Linked DNA regions of Mus musculus: region 2 is linked to region 1. A link is a contact called in public HiChIP or PLAC-seq data. All regions are on one chromosome and are shown on one strand. Each heading gives the region's core, a stretch centred on a gene start, on an enhancer-like site or on the middle of the called end of the contact. The rest is flanking DNA. Distances are from core to core; before and after follow the strand shown. Region 1 holds the start of Adap1 (ArfGAP with dual PH domains 1). Region 2 holds the start of Zfp113 (zinc finger protein 113).

Region 1 (6,451 bases), core at 1,642-4,141:
GAGGGCTGGACCAGGAGCCATTTCTGAGCTCCCCCAAAGCCTCCAAATGTAATGAGGAACCCGCGTCTGAGTTCACCTCTTGCTGGCCCTAGGTTCATTCCCTTTGTCTGGGACCTCAAGAAGCTTGGATCGGCAGCCCAGGGGCAGTGTCAAGCGGCAGCTCTGGGCCTAATTAGAAGCAAGCACTTCCTTCCTCTCCCTTAGCCCTCCAGAGCTGCAGGTCAGGGCTCCTGAGAGTGCAGGTTTCACCAGCATCTAAGCAAGAACGAGTGATTCTAAAGTCGTCCAGGCCATCCAATGGCCAGATGCTTGCAGAGAGAACCTGCCACCTTCACGGACAGCTTGGGAGACGCACAACACACCCTCCCTCTCCTACAGCCTTTGGCAGGACAGGGATACCAATGGAGTCTTGAAAGAGAATGAGCTAAGCCCTGTCAGCACCCCACAATAGCTGAGGGTGAGTTATACACAGCCCTTGACAGGACAAAGACTCCAATGGAGTCTTCAGGAAAAGGGTCCTCCCTGTCAATAGCCCACTATACCTGGGGTGAGAAAATATCTGTGGTGGGTGATGGATGGACCCCAACGTCAAGATACAGACTGGGGTGAGGCTCACTGGGTGCTTTCCCACAGCCGGGTGAGACTGCTCAAGGCTGCCCTGGAGCCTTGATGGTCAGAGGTGACCTGGGCTTGCCATGATGTTCTGCTGTCTAAGAAGATGTCATTATTCCCCAAGGTACCCTTGATCCCCCTGGAGTGGTCAAGAACACCCATGAGCCAATCCAGAGGACCACATGGAACACACATGTCTCCCCACCTCAACAAGGCCACCACAAGACAGGAGACTCCAGAACAGCATCACAGAACACAGGAAGACCCAATTACCTACTAAGCACCGGGGGCCTGTGCGGACCTGCCATCGGAGTCACGAGGCAGGCGTTGTGGCTGAGCCCAGGAGCTAGGCAAAAATGGGAGGTTTGTATAGACAGTGCGTGTGGGCCCCGAGTGGGCATCAGGAAACCCAGGCAGCCTGTGGACACCCAAGTGAGTTCAAGCTGTTGAGGCCTCAGTTTCCCTGCTCATAAAATGGAAACAAGCCTCATACTTAATCTGCCTCGCAGGTGGGGGAGGGGGAGAAACAAGCTGTTATTATAAGGCAAGTCTGAAAATGGGCAGCTTGGCTTACAGCCAGCAAGGGCTGGGCCCCAAGAGGGCAGTAGCTGCGGCAGCCAGTGGCCTGGGACTGGCTAAAGGGCTGCTAGGACATTACATAGGTGAATGGTGTAGGGTGGTTCCTATTGAGCCTTCTGGAAGCCCCTTCTTCCTCCTGCTCAGGCCAGGAGGTCTAGGGAAAGTAAAAGCTGTTCTGGCTGGGTGGCCAAGGAATACGAGGTTAGGCCAGCTTCTCTCGTGGGGTTTGCTGCCCCCCCCCCACAAGTCAGGCTTGGAAGCTGGGCAACCCATCAGCCCTCCTTACAGGGGACTCCAGCATAGCCAGCTTTCCTAAACAAGTTGAAAGGCAGGTCTGAGAGAGGGAGGTGGGGAGAGTCCACTGAGCCAGGCCAGCTGGCAGCAGTACCACATAGCACCAGGGAGGCACCACCCCGCTGCACCACCGTCAGGGCCCTGCGGTGCCCCAAGAGACCAGGAAAGGGCTACTTCATCTTGCCTACTTCCCACTGAAGCTTGGTCAATGTCTCCTCCCAGGGACACCAGGGCCCCTGGGGTGGCATGCACTTACTATTGGCTAGCAGATTCTCAGCCTCAGGCTGGCACTCTTCAGCCCAGAGGCGGGGATGTGGGGGAGAGATGGGAAGGAGGTCCTATTTACAGACTGCAGGCTTTCCGCCTGCATCTCAGGGAGATAGAGTTAAGTCCCCAAGGAATTGATTCCTGGTATGTTCTGAGGGGTTCATGCTAGGGCCCCCTGATATCCCTGAAATGCCCTGTCCCCACCTGCATACCCAGATAGGATCGGCCTGGGAGGGCCAGCTCTCAGAGCCTGCCAGCTGGTCAGAGAACCCGGCCCTTTTTCCATAGCCAATCCTGAGCCCCTGTGTTCTGGCCCCTACAAATCCTTCCAAACCTGGAGCAACCAAGGGACAAAGTCTGGAAGATGTCTGACATATGCGTCTATGACTCCCACCTGTCCCCGACTGTCCTGATCCCAGAGAAGCTAGGTAGAGAGAGCCAAAGGCACATGGCCAGAATGTCCTCACAGGGCCACCCAAGGCTCTGCATCCTCCCCCAGCCTTGAGTCTGTACAAGACGGTGGCCCCAGGCAGGGATGCCATGACGTCATCTCCAGGTAGCTGGGAACCAGGTGGACCCCATACTCCCTGGCAGACACCCTGGGCTCACTGGCCGCTTTCCTTGCAAGCCAACCGCCCCTGCTGATTTCCTCTTTTTTTTTAATACCCCGAGACGCCAAGGTTTCGCAAGGCTGGGGAGGGGAGGCGGCTGCGGGTGACAGCGTGACACGCAGCCCGGCGGGGGAGGGGAGTCGGCGGCACAGGTCGCACGGAGCCCGCGAGGTGCCCTCCGGATGCTGCGCCTCACCACTGCCAGTCCCTGACGCCGGCAGGTGCACCCGGGCCGCGCCCCAACCCAGCCAGGACCCAGCGCGTGGCGCGTCCCCATCCCCCGCGCCCCCCACGCAGTCCTGTCCACCCGGCCGCACCCCGCGCCTCCGCCCGTCCCGCACCTACCCGGGGCTCCGCAGTCAGCGCAGCGCGTGTTCCCCGGCCGCGTCAGTAGCTCCAGCAGCGCCCGGCGCCGCTCCCCGGCCATGGCTGCGCGGCCACCGCGCCGTCCCGAGCACGCCCGCCCCGCTAGGGCCCCGCGCCGCGCGCCCGCCGCCCGCCTTGCGCCATCGCCACCGCTCAGCCCGCGCGCCGGCCCCGATCGTGTCGCCGCGCGGGGCCGCCCTGAGCGGAGCTGCGCGCGCGGGGACCGGGGAGTAACGCACGGCGCGCCCGGGACGGCGCGGCCCGCGGGCGGCCCCCAGCGGCGCGGACAGGGAGCGGCCTCTTGGAGAGCCCGGCCTCAACGGGTCCACCTGGGGCGGGGTCGCAGGGAACCCGCGCTGCGGAAGGATGGGCCACCCAACACGCAAGCGTGCCTGTTGGGTTGAAGCTGAGGTCGCGGGCAGCTCAGGCTAGCCCTACCTATGAATGACAAATTCCAGTACTAAAAGGATCGAAGGGCTCCACCCTCACACGTGTCCAAGTCTATAGTCTCATCTCCAAGAGATAGGACAAGAACTGGCCACACCCTTCCTGATCTCTGGCCCGCTCCCTCCCAGAGCCGGGTGTCTGCTTCTTTAACTGGCCCTAGCATTTCTTTTCAAATTCCATTTTCTCCATTATAAACGCAATAGTAGCCATTTAGAAGCCAATGGCCACACCCAACTGAGAAATGAAAGCCATCTCCAAAGCCTCCTGAGAGTCTACTCCTGCTAATATGTCACAGCCAGGGTGTTGGTTGCTCTATGATTTGGCCCCACAGTGTTCCCTGCCCCGCAAAGGCCCCTGGGTTAAGGGCACAGTCCCCACGGTGATGCTATAGTGTGGTCAGGGCTACTGGGAGGAAGTTAGGTTGTTGGGACCCTAGCCTCTTCGTTATGCTCTCTCTTGCTTCCTGGGGAGGAAGGGTCCGTTTTGTCCCACCACGTATGTCATGCTGCTTTACTGCACATTGTCTTTCTGAGTGTCTACTTTGATGTCATGAACGTTTGCAATCCTGGCCGACTCCACCTGGTGGCCCTCTGCTGAGGCTGTTGTCTTGCCAGGGGCATCTGTCCCTCCTGACCTGGCTGTCATGCCATTGCAGAACTTGTTTTGGGATCAGGAGACAGAACATGCAACCTGCCCCAATGCACATTTTGGAGGTCTTGAGGCCGGTGGCGCTGTAGGCTTGTTGTTTAACGGATCTAATGTTTTTCTCCTGAAGCCTACTGGAGCCTGGCTCCAGACCTGGCACACAGCAGGAGCTTGGAGAATGAAGCAAAATGCAGACTGCTGGGGGCTGGGGAAGTGGTTCAATGGATAGAGAGCTTACCCAGCATTCACCGAGCTGCGTATTGTGTCCTCGGCACCACAGAACCTAGGAGTACTGACGGATGCCTCTACTCTCAGTGCCCAGGAGGTCGAGGCAGGAGGATCCGCTGTTCAAGGCCATCCTCAGCTACACATCTAGTATGAGGAGAACAACCTGGACTATACGAGACCCAGTCTTTAAAAACAAACAAACAAACAAGCAACAAAAATACAGAATCAAGACAAAAATAGACTAATGGTAGTAGTTGTGTCCCAGGTCTCTAGTAATCCAGTCAGTCTCAGACTTGCAGCAATCCTGCCACCGTCTCTTGAGTGCTCAAATAACAAGCATGGAGTGCCACCTATGCTTTCTTATTCAACCCCCATTTTATAGTCAGGGAAACTGAGGCACACGTATGCATGACAGAACTAGAGTGACAGCAAACCCGAGAGACAAAGAGACACAGACCCCATCTCCCTAAAGAGAACAAATTGTCAGTGAGGAAGCTCCTTCCTGGGGCCAGACCGAGGCCTATCAAGGACAGCTCAAAGGCAGCAAGGCCTGAGCCTGCACCCTGCCGTCTCAGGCCTGTGTTGCTGCCAGCAAAGATGATTCACCCATCTGAGCTTTCCTCTTCTCTGCCCTTCCAGTCCTCTCCTCTGCTGTCCAGGTCTCGGCTGTAGACCCCAGCCCCAATACCCTAGCACTTCCCAGGCCTGGGTTGGGCATCTAACCAGAGGCCAGGCGTCTGCCTCCTCAGAGCATATGGCCACACTGGGTAGGAAGTGCCTCAGACGGCTGAGTGCCTCCTGCAGCACCCAGTGAGTGCAGGAACTTACACACAGTAGGTCTTCAAGCAGCTGCCACCAGAGGCTCAGAGGCTGGGAACTGAGCCCAGAGCTGTTGAAAGTCAGGATGGCCACTCCAGCCTAGTAGCTGGTCTCTAAGGACCAGTGACAGCCCCCTGCCTCCCCTCTCCACTGCCTGCTTGTGCTGTGAAACCCTGAGTAAGGAATTGTGCAAGGACCCAGAAGTCCCATCGTGCGACCCAGCCGTGCTGGCAGCTGTCCTTGCTCTGAGGAAGGCAGAGGCGAGCCCTGTCTCCCAACAGTTTCCTTTCTCATTATCACAAGCTGATGGTCCCCTGACAGGGTTTGTTTCTAAGGTCACAACGCAAGAACTGATATGGGCCATGAAGAAAGCTCGAGGGGGGGGGGGTGAAACATCTGCTTCTTGTTTGATTCATTGTGTGTGTGGTGTAAGCATGTATACATGTGCATTGTGTGTGCAGTGCACATGTATGTAGAGGCCAGAGGTTGATGTTGGGTAACTTCCTCTATCACTTCGTTCCTTATTTGGGGAGACAGGGTCTCTCACTGAACCCTGGAGCTGACCAGTTCAGCCAGGCTGGCTAGCCAGCTTGCCCCAGGGATGCTCTAGTTCTTCCTCCTCAGTGTTAGACTTATAGAGCCAAGGTTTCCATGAGTGTTGAGGATCCAAGTTCAGGTCTTCATGCTAGCACAACAGGAACTTTACTGACAGCCATCTTTCCAGCTTCTTGGCTTGACTTTTTTTTTTTTTTTAAGATTTATTTATTATTGTGTGTAAGTACACTGTAGCTGTCCTCAGACACACCAGACGATGGCGTCAGATCTCATTACAGGTGGTTGTGAGCCACCATGTGGTTGCTGGGATTTGAACTCAGGACCTTCAGAAGAACAGTCAGCGTTCTTAACCGCTGAGCCATCTCTCCAGCCCCGACTTTCTTTTTTAAGATGTAAAAATTTATATGAGTATAAGAGGGTCTTGTCTATATGTTTATATGTGTACCTCATGCACGCCTGGTGCTTGCACATACCAGAAGAGGGTGTCATATGCTCTGCAGCTAGAATTGCAGACAGCTATGAGCTCATATGGGAGCTGGAAACTGAAACTGGATCCCCTGCAGGAGAGCGGCTGAGGCATCTCTCCAGTCCCAGTGGCTTGGCTTCTTATTTGCTTGTTTGTTATTGATTGATTGATTGATTTTTCGAGACAGGTGTTCTCTGTGTAGCCCTGCCTTTCCTGGAGCTTGCTCTGAGACCAGGCTCAGGATGACCTCAAACTCTCAGCCTGAGTACTGGGATTAAAAGTATGTGCCCGTGGTGGCGCACGCCTTTAATTCCAGCACTTGGGAGGCAGAGGCAGGCAGATTTCTGAGTTTGAGGCCAGCCTGGTCTACAGAGTGAGTTCCAGGACAGCCAGGGCTACACAGTGAAACCCTGTCTTGAAAAAACAAACAAACAAAAAAGTGGGTTCCCCAGTCTGAGATGGGTACCCTAGTCTGGCTCAACCCTAGACTCCCAGATGTTGGAATGGTGGGGACCCTTTAACGCATCTGCTTTCCAGGTACCCTTGTTGGATATGAATGTTT
Region 2 (6,451 bases), core at 2,871-5,370, 1.2 Mb before region 1:
CTCAGGCTCTGACAGAACACACAACACCCACACCTCTGTTTTCATCTGCAGACCAATTTTTATCTATACAACAGAAATAGTTCCTAGCTCTGAACTTGATCACACATCTTCCTTCATCAGCCATAAGTTTGGTGTTTGTCTCTTAGGGTCTAACCCACTACATATAACCAGATCTGATGAAAAGGACTCTAAGAGCCGGGCCGTGGTGGCGAGCGCCTTTAATCCCAGCACTTGGGAGGCAGAGGCAGGCGGATTTCTGAGTTCAAGGGCAGCCTGATCTACAAAGTGAGTTCCAGGACAGCCAGGGCTACACAGAGAAGCCCTGTCTCAAAAGAAGAAACGAAAAAAAAAAAAAAAAAAAAGAAAAAAGAAAAATGAAAGGGGCTTTAAGAGCTTTTTCCTAGGAAACATAGGATCCACAGACATTACAATTGAACCCTGAGGCTGTAGCTCAGAGCTAAGAGCTTAACACCTAGCTCATGTATGGCCCTGGGTCCCATACCTAGTAAGTCCTATCTCCCACAAAACTCTCTAATGTTTGGGGAATTTTTTTCTCTGTGTGAGTGTGGATGCATACATGCCATGTGGAGGTCAGAGGACAATCTCGGGTGTCAGTCCTTGCCTTCTACTTTATTTGAGACAGGAGATCTTTGTGGGTTTCCTGCTATGTATTCCATGCTAGCTGGCCTATGAACTTCTGAGAATCCTCCTATCTGTAGCTCCCATCTCCCCACAGGAATGCTCGGATGACATTCTTACTAAATGTCCGACTTTAATGTAGGTTCTGGGGATGCAAGCTCATGCCCTCAAGCTTCTGTGGCAAGACCTTTTACCCAGCAAGCCATCACTCCAACCCCACAACCTTTTAATGCTAAAAAAAAAAAAAGTATGAAAATGTAATAAAACGCATCAGTTTAAGCCTAACACTCCAGGCACAAGTCAAGGACCTAGAAAATTCAAGGCCAGCCTGGGCTATATAGTGAGCCTCTGTCTCAAAACTCAAACAAGCAAACCAAGTGTGCTGGCCCACACCTTTAATCCTAGCACTCAGGAAACACAGCAGGCAGATCTCTTTGACATTCAGATCATCCTAGTGTACATAATGAGTCTCTGGCCAGCCATGGCAACAAAGTGAGACCCTGGCTCAAAGGAAAACAAAACACAAACAAGTAAACAACGGGAAGAGATGAGAATGCCCCCGAGCCCAGTCCCATGCCTTACCGCTCTCTAACAGGGGCAGAGGTGCCTGAGATGCATGGTCTGCCTGGGTTTCCATGGGCGAGGGGGAAATGCTCTGGTCACTGGTCGGCTAGCTGTAGACTCAGCAAGCAGCAGGTTTTGAAGGACTGCAGAAGCAAGAGATCAAAACTGAGTTTTAAAAATGCCTCCTGATTTCATAAAGAGGGCCCTGCACTTCCATACCCAGGATCAGCGAGAGGAAACACATGAGACTACTATTTTAGATCCCCGTGAATAATGGCACTTCCTCCCGGTAATAAGACGAAACCATACAAGAAATCCAGACTTCCAAATTTTCACCACCCACACAACATTTTGAGTAAAATGTGTTAACAATGAGGTGGCTATCACTCCACAGAATGAAATGACTGACCCAGAGCCCAGTATGATGTCTTACACCTGTAATCCCAGTACTAGGGAGGTGGGCAGGAGGATCAGTTCAAAGCCAACCTATGTTATAAGAAACTTTGCCTTGGGACTCAAGGGATGGGTGTCTCAGTGGTTAAGAATACTTGGTGCCCTTCCTGGAGACCCAGGTTCAATTCCTAGCACCTACATTGCAACTTACAACATCTGGAAAAAACAACAAACAACAACAACAAAAAGGTTATGCAAAAGGACTGGAGACATGGCTCAGTGGTTTAGAGTACTGGCTGTACTTCCAGAGGAACAAAGTTTCATTCCCAGCAACCACATGATATCCTCGTCTGGCCTCTCAGGCACCAGGCACAGCATGCAAGTGGTGGACAGACATACATGCAGGCAATTCACCTATACATTTAAAATTTTAAAAAATAAATAAATTTTTAAAAAAGTATACCGTTAAAATATTTTGCTGGGTGGTAGTGCTGCACACCTTTAACCTCAGCACTCGGGAGGCAGAGGCAGGCAGTAAGTTGGAGGCCACCCTGGTCTACAGAGGTTCCAGGACAGCCAGGGCTACAGAGAAAAATTGTCTTGAAACAACAACAAAAAAGGTGAACCACTTGGCATAGGTGGCACAGGCCTGAAATTCTATCACCTACGAGGCTGAGACAGGATGGTGCCAACTTAGTCTCTACCTCAGAGAAACAGGCATGCACACACACAGCTTAAAAGCTGGGCATGATGATGCACGCCTTCGATCCCAGCACTTAGGCAGAGAAGTAGACAGATCAGAGTTTAAAGCCTGCCTAGTGTGCATAGAGAGTTCAAGGACAGCCAGGGCTACGGGGAGAGAGAGCTGTCTCGAAAACAACAAACTACAGAGTAAAACCATCCAGGTGTGGGCAGGGCCTTTCTCTTGCCCTGTTGATTTGGGGTTTTTTTTGGTTTTTTGGAGACAGGGTTTCTCTGTATAGCCCTGGCCGTCCTGGAACTCACTTTGTAGACCAGGATGGCCTCGAACTCAGAAATCTGCCTGCCTCTGCCTCCCGAGTGCTGGGATTAAAGACCACCTGGCTGTAAGCACAGGTCAAGAGAGGCTTCGCCTCCTGGATCCTTTCCTCTTTCTTTGGAGTAACTCACTATAGGATTAAGGTAGCGATGACTGGAAACTTAGCACCTTTTGTGCAGTTCTGAGGTTTTTGTTTGTTTGGTTTGGTCTTTCTTTATTGGGTAAGAATCAGGCTATAGCCCAGACTAGCTTGGAATTCACTGTATAGGACAAGTTGGCCTTGCTTCATTTGCCTCTGTGCTGGGATTAGATGTGAGCAAGCCAATTTGGCTAATTCCTGGAAATTCACATTAGGTCATTGTTTCTCAAACTTGTAGGTCGTGACCCCTTTGAAAGTTGAATGACTCTTTCACAGGGGTTACCTAAGACTATTGGAAAACACAGATATTTACATTACTGTTCTTATCAGTAGCAAAAAAAATACGGTTATGAAGTAGTGACAATAATAACTTTACGGTTGGGGGTCATCACATGAGAAACTGCATTAAAAGGTCATAGCATGAGGAAGGTTGAGAATTTCTGTTTTAGGTTCTACCAGTTCTGTATGATTAAGGGGTCAAAATGGGGAAATCGGGTTCAGTTTATGTCTAATATAGGTACTTAAGAAGTACGGAGGGTAAAGGAATGTGCTAGGAACTACCAGCAAAGACCATCACATACTGTCTTTTCAGTACACCCTAAGAGAGCTGAAATGGACTAAGGTTCTCTGTGTTCAACTAGGTTCTCAATGTTTTAGCCAGCTAATGCACTGGACATACTCGGCCACTTCTGCAGGGAGCCGGCCCCAGCATGTCCACGAAAAGGTATCAGTCAGTAAGCTTAAAAAAAAAAACAAAAAACAAAACAAAAAAACCCTATTCATAGCCATAGGACATGAGATCTTGGTGAGGTTACGGAGGACCCGAGTTCGCACCTCCTCCCAAGCCCTAGTTCTCACTGCGACCCAGAACTACTGTCTGGTTTTCCGATCCAATTAAGGAAAAACTTCCTTCTCCTGCCCTCACACAGAAATCGGTGTGCTGAGAGTACCAAGTTAGGGTGGCAATCTGTCATCAGTTGTTTTAAAGAGAGGGAGACCTCCGTAGCGACGCTAGGAATTTTAAACACTGGGGCTGGGGACGGTAAGAGACACAAAAGCAGACCCGGAGTCCCATTACGCGACACCCGGGATCACGCTGCGCGCCTGCAGCTAGGGTTGCGGAGCTGGACAGCGACTGCAGGAGGAAGGTGGGCCCAGAACCCCGGCGGGCCGCGGACGTGTGAACACCAACCCCCTTCCCCGGAGACCACAACTTCCACCTCACCGCGAGTCCGGGAGATGGCCCCACTCACCCTGGGGACAGGGACGTAAGACTTAGGGGGCCGGACACGAAACAGGTCCTGTTGGACCCTGTTACAGACCCACACAACGGAGAACAGAACAAAGAACGGAAACTGCCCCTCCCCATATCGTTTCCGGGTCGTCCTTTCTCACCACCCAGGACAACAAATGCCCACTTGCTCTCTCTAGGAAAATGGGAGGTCTTCATCTCTCGATGGTACGCTGATGGTGCTGTTCTCGATGGTGCTGGGAAACAAGGGCACCAGACTGCGCCACTTGCTGGCCAGGTTGGGAAGGGACGATGCGTAAGCTGAAGAAGTTGGAGGTCCAGGAAATTCAGGGCACAAGTTCTAGTGGCTCTGAGAGAGAGAGTACACCATCACCTCCATAGCAAGAGAGAGAGTACACCATCACCTCCATAGCAAATATATGAAACTTGAAGAATCCTTTAATATAAATGTGCACCATTGGCTGGTCGTGATGGCGCACGCCTTTAATCCCAGCGCTGGGGAAGCACAGTCAGGCAGATCTCTGTGAGGCCAGCCTGGCCTATGATACAAAACAAAACAAACAAACAAAAAAATAAATAAATAAAAGTGCACCATGGGTTTTGGTTTTTGTTTTGTTTTTCTGGTTTTTTTTTTTTTAAGATTTATTTTATTTATTATATGTAAGTACACTGTAGCTGTCTTCAGATACCAGAAGAGGGAGTCAGGTCTTGTTACAGATGGTTTTGAGCCACCATGTGGTTGCTGGGATTTGAACACAGGACCTCCGGAAGAGCAGTCAGTGCTCTTAACCACTGAGCCATGTCTCCAGCCCCCGTTTTTGTTTTTTTTTTTTTTTTGTTTTTTTGTTTTTTTTTTTTTACTCATCAATTTTTCTTTAATTATTTTGAACATTCTCACTAATTAAGAAAATATTTTATTTCAAAACTTCTTATAGTAGAAAAAAGGATTACCTTTTTAACATGATTTCTCCACTGCTTGATAAGTATAATAGTTATATTTTTAAAATTTGGAATTTATGTTGGTGCTAATGATATTATATCCAAAATAGCACCATGGGTTTTTTTTTAAAGCACTCAGCACTCAGTTTTTAAAAGATTTATTTTAACCAGGCAGTGGTGGTGCACGCCTTTAATCCCAGCACTTGGGAGACAGAGGCAGGTAGATTTCTGAGTTCGAGGCCAGGCTGGTCACAGAGTGAGTTCCAGACAGCCAGGGCTACATAGAGAAACCCTGTCTCAAAAAAAGCAAGACAAAAAATTATTTTAATAGATTTAATATTTATTTGAAGATTTAGTATTTTAATGAGTGTTTTTCTCCTGCATACACACACACATACACACACACCTGATTCAGATATAGGTCAGATGAAGCCATCACATCTTCTGGAACTGGAGTTACGGTAATGAGTGGCCATATGAGTGCATGGAATCTGGGTCCTCTGGAAGAGCAGCCAGTACTTTTTTTTTTTTTAAAGATTTACTTATTATTATTATTATATCTAAGTACACTGTAGCTGTCTTCAGATGCCCCAGAAGAGGGCGTCAGATCTCATTACAGATGGTTGTGAGCCACCATGTGGTTGCTGGGATTTGAACTCAGGATCTTCGAAAGAGCAGTCAGTGCTCTTAACCACTGAGCCATCTCTCCAGCCCACAGCTTTGCTTTTAGATTGCTTGACTAGCCTGGCTGAAGCCCTGGGTCCCCATCCCCAATGGTGCATAAACCAGACAATATGGTACAGTACTGTATTCCTAGCATTTGGGAGGTGGTGGCAGGAAGATCAAGGACTCAAGTTCGTTCTTCAGTACATACTGAGTTCAAAGCCAGCTTGGGCTACATGAGACACATAAGTGATTCTGCACTTACGAGCCTGACGTGGGGTACACATCTGTAATTGCAGTACTTTAGAGCCTGAAACAGAAAGATAGTCAAAAGTTTGAGGCCAGCCTCAATTGCACACTAAAACTCGGTCTCAAAACAAATGATAATAATTAACAAACACATATTTAAAATGAGCTTCCTATAAAGGCTCACATTTGGGGTTCAAGAGGTACCCTGAGACATATTGTGGTTTGGGGGTAAACAATTTATTTTAAGCATTATTAATGCTACAGAGATTGTGCTGGAAGTTGTGAAGAGATTTCAGGCCGGGAGACTAACAGGAGTAAGGAGTACTATTGCATCTTACAGGTTTTAGAGAGGTAGGTAACCCCATTCCATGTCATGAATGACTAGTCAATAGTACACGATAGAGGCACGCACTCTTATTCCAGGACTGGAGTTCATTTCCCAGTACCCATGTCTGTACACTCACAACCACCTATGACTCTAGCTCCAAGGGAAAGAGGAAAAGTTTGTTTCTTTAGCTAATGCGTGTCTATCATATGAGATGTGCCGCCTGTAACCGCCGATTGCTGGGGTTTGGTGCACCGCCTTAGGGGAAGT

The links. HiChIP or PLAC-seq counts read pairs in DNA pulled down with a chosen protein or histone mark.
Region 2: a contact with region 1 is called in a FOXA1 HiChIP or PLAC-seq map of pancreatic cancer cells. The contact joins the promoter of Zfp113 here to the promoter of Adap1 in region 1.

The regions. Positions count from the first base shown.
Region 1 is chr5:139,322,573-139,329,023 of GRCm38.p6, forward strand. Adap1 (ArfGAP with dual PH domains 1) reads right to left here and starts at 2,892. Exons shown (of 11, transcript NM_172723.4): 1 at 2,709-2,892. The coding sequence starts at 2,790.
Region 2 is chr5:138,151,624-138,158,074 of GRCm38.p6, forward strand. It overlaps Zfp113 (zinc finger protein 113), which reads right to left and starts at 4,121. Exons shown (of 5, transcript NM_019747.4): 1 at 4,007-4,121; 2 at 1,222-1,346. The coding sequence starts at 1,276.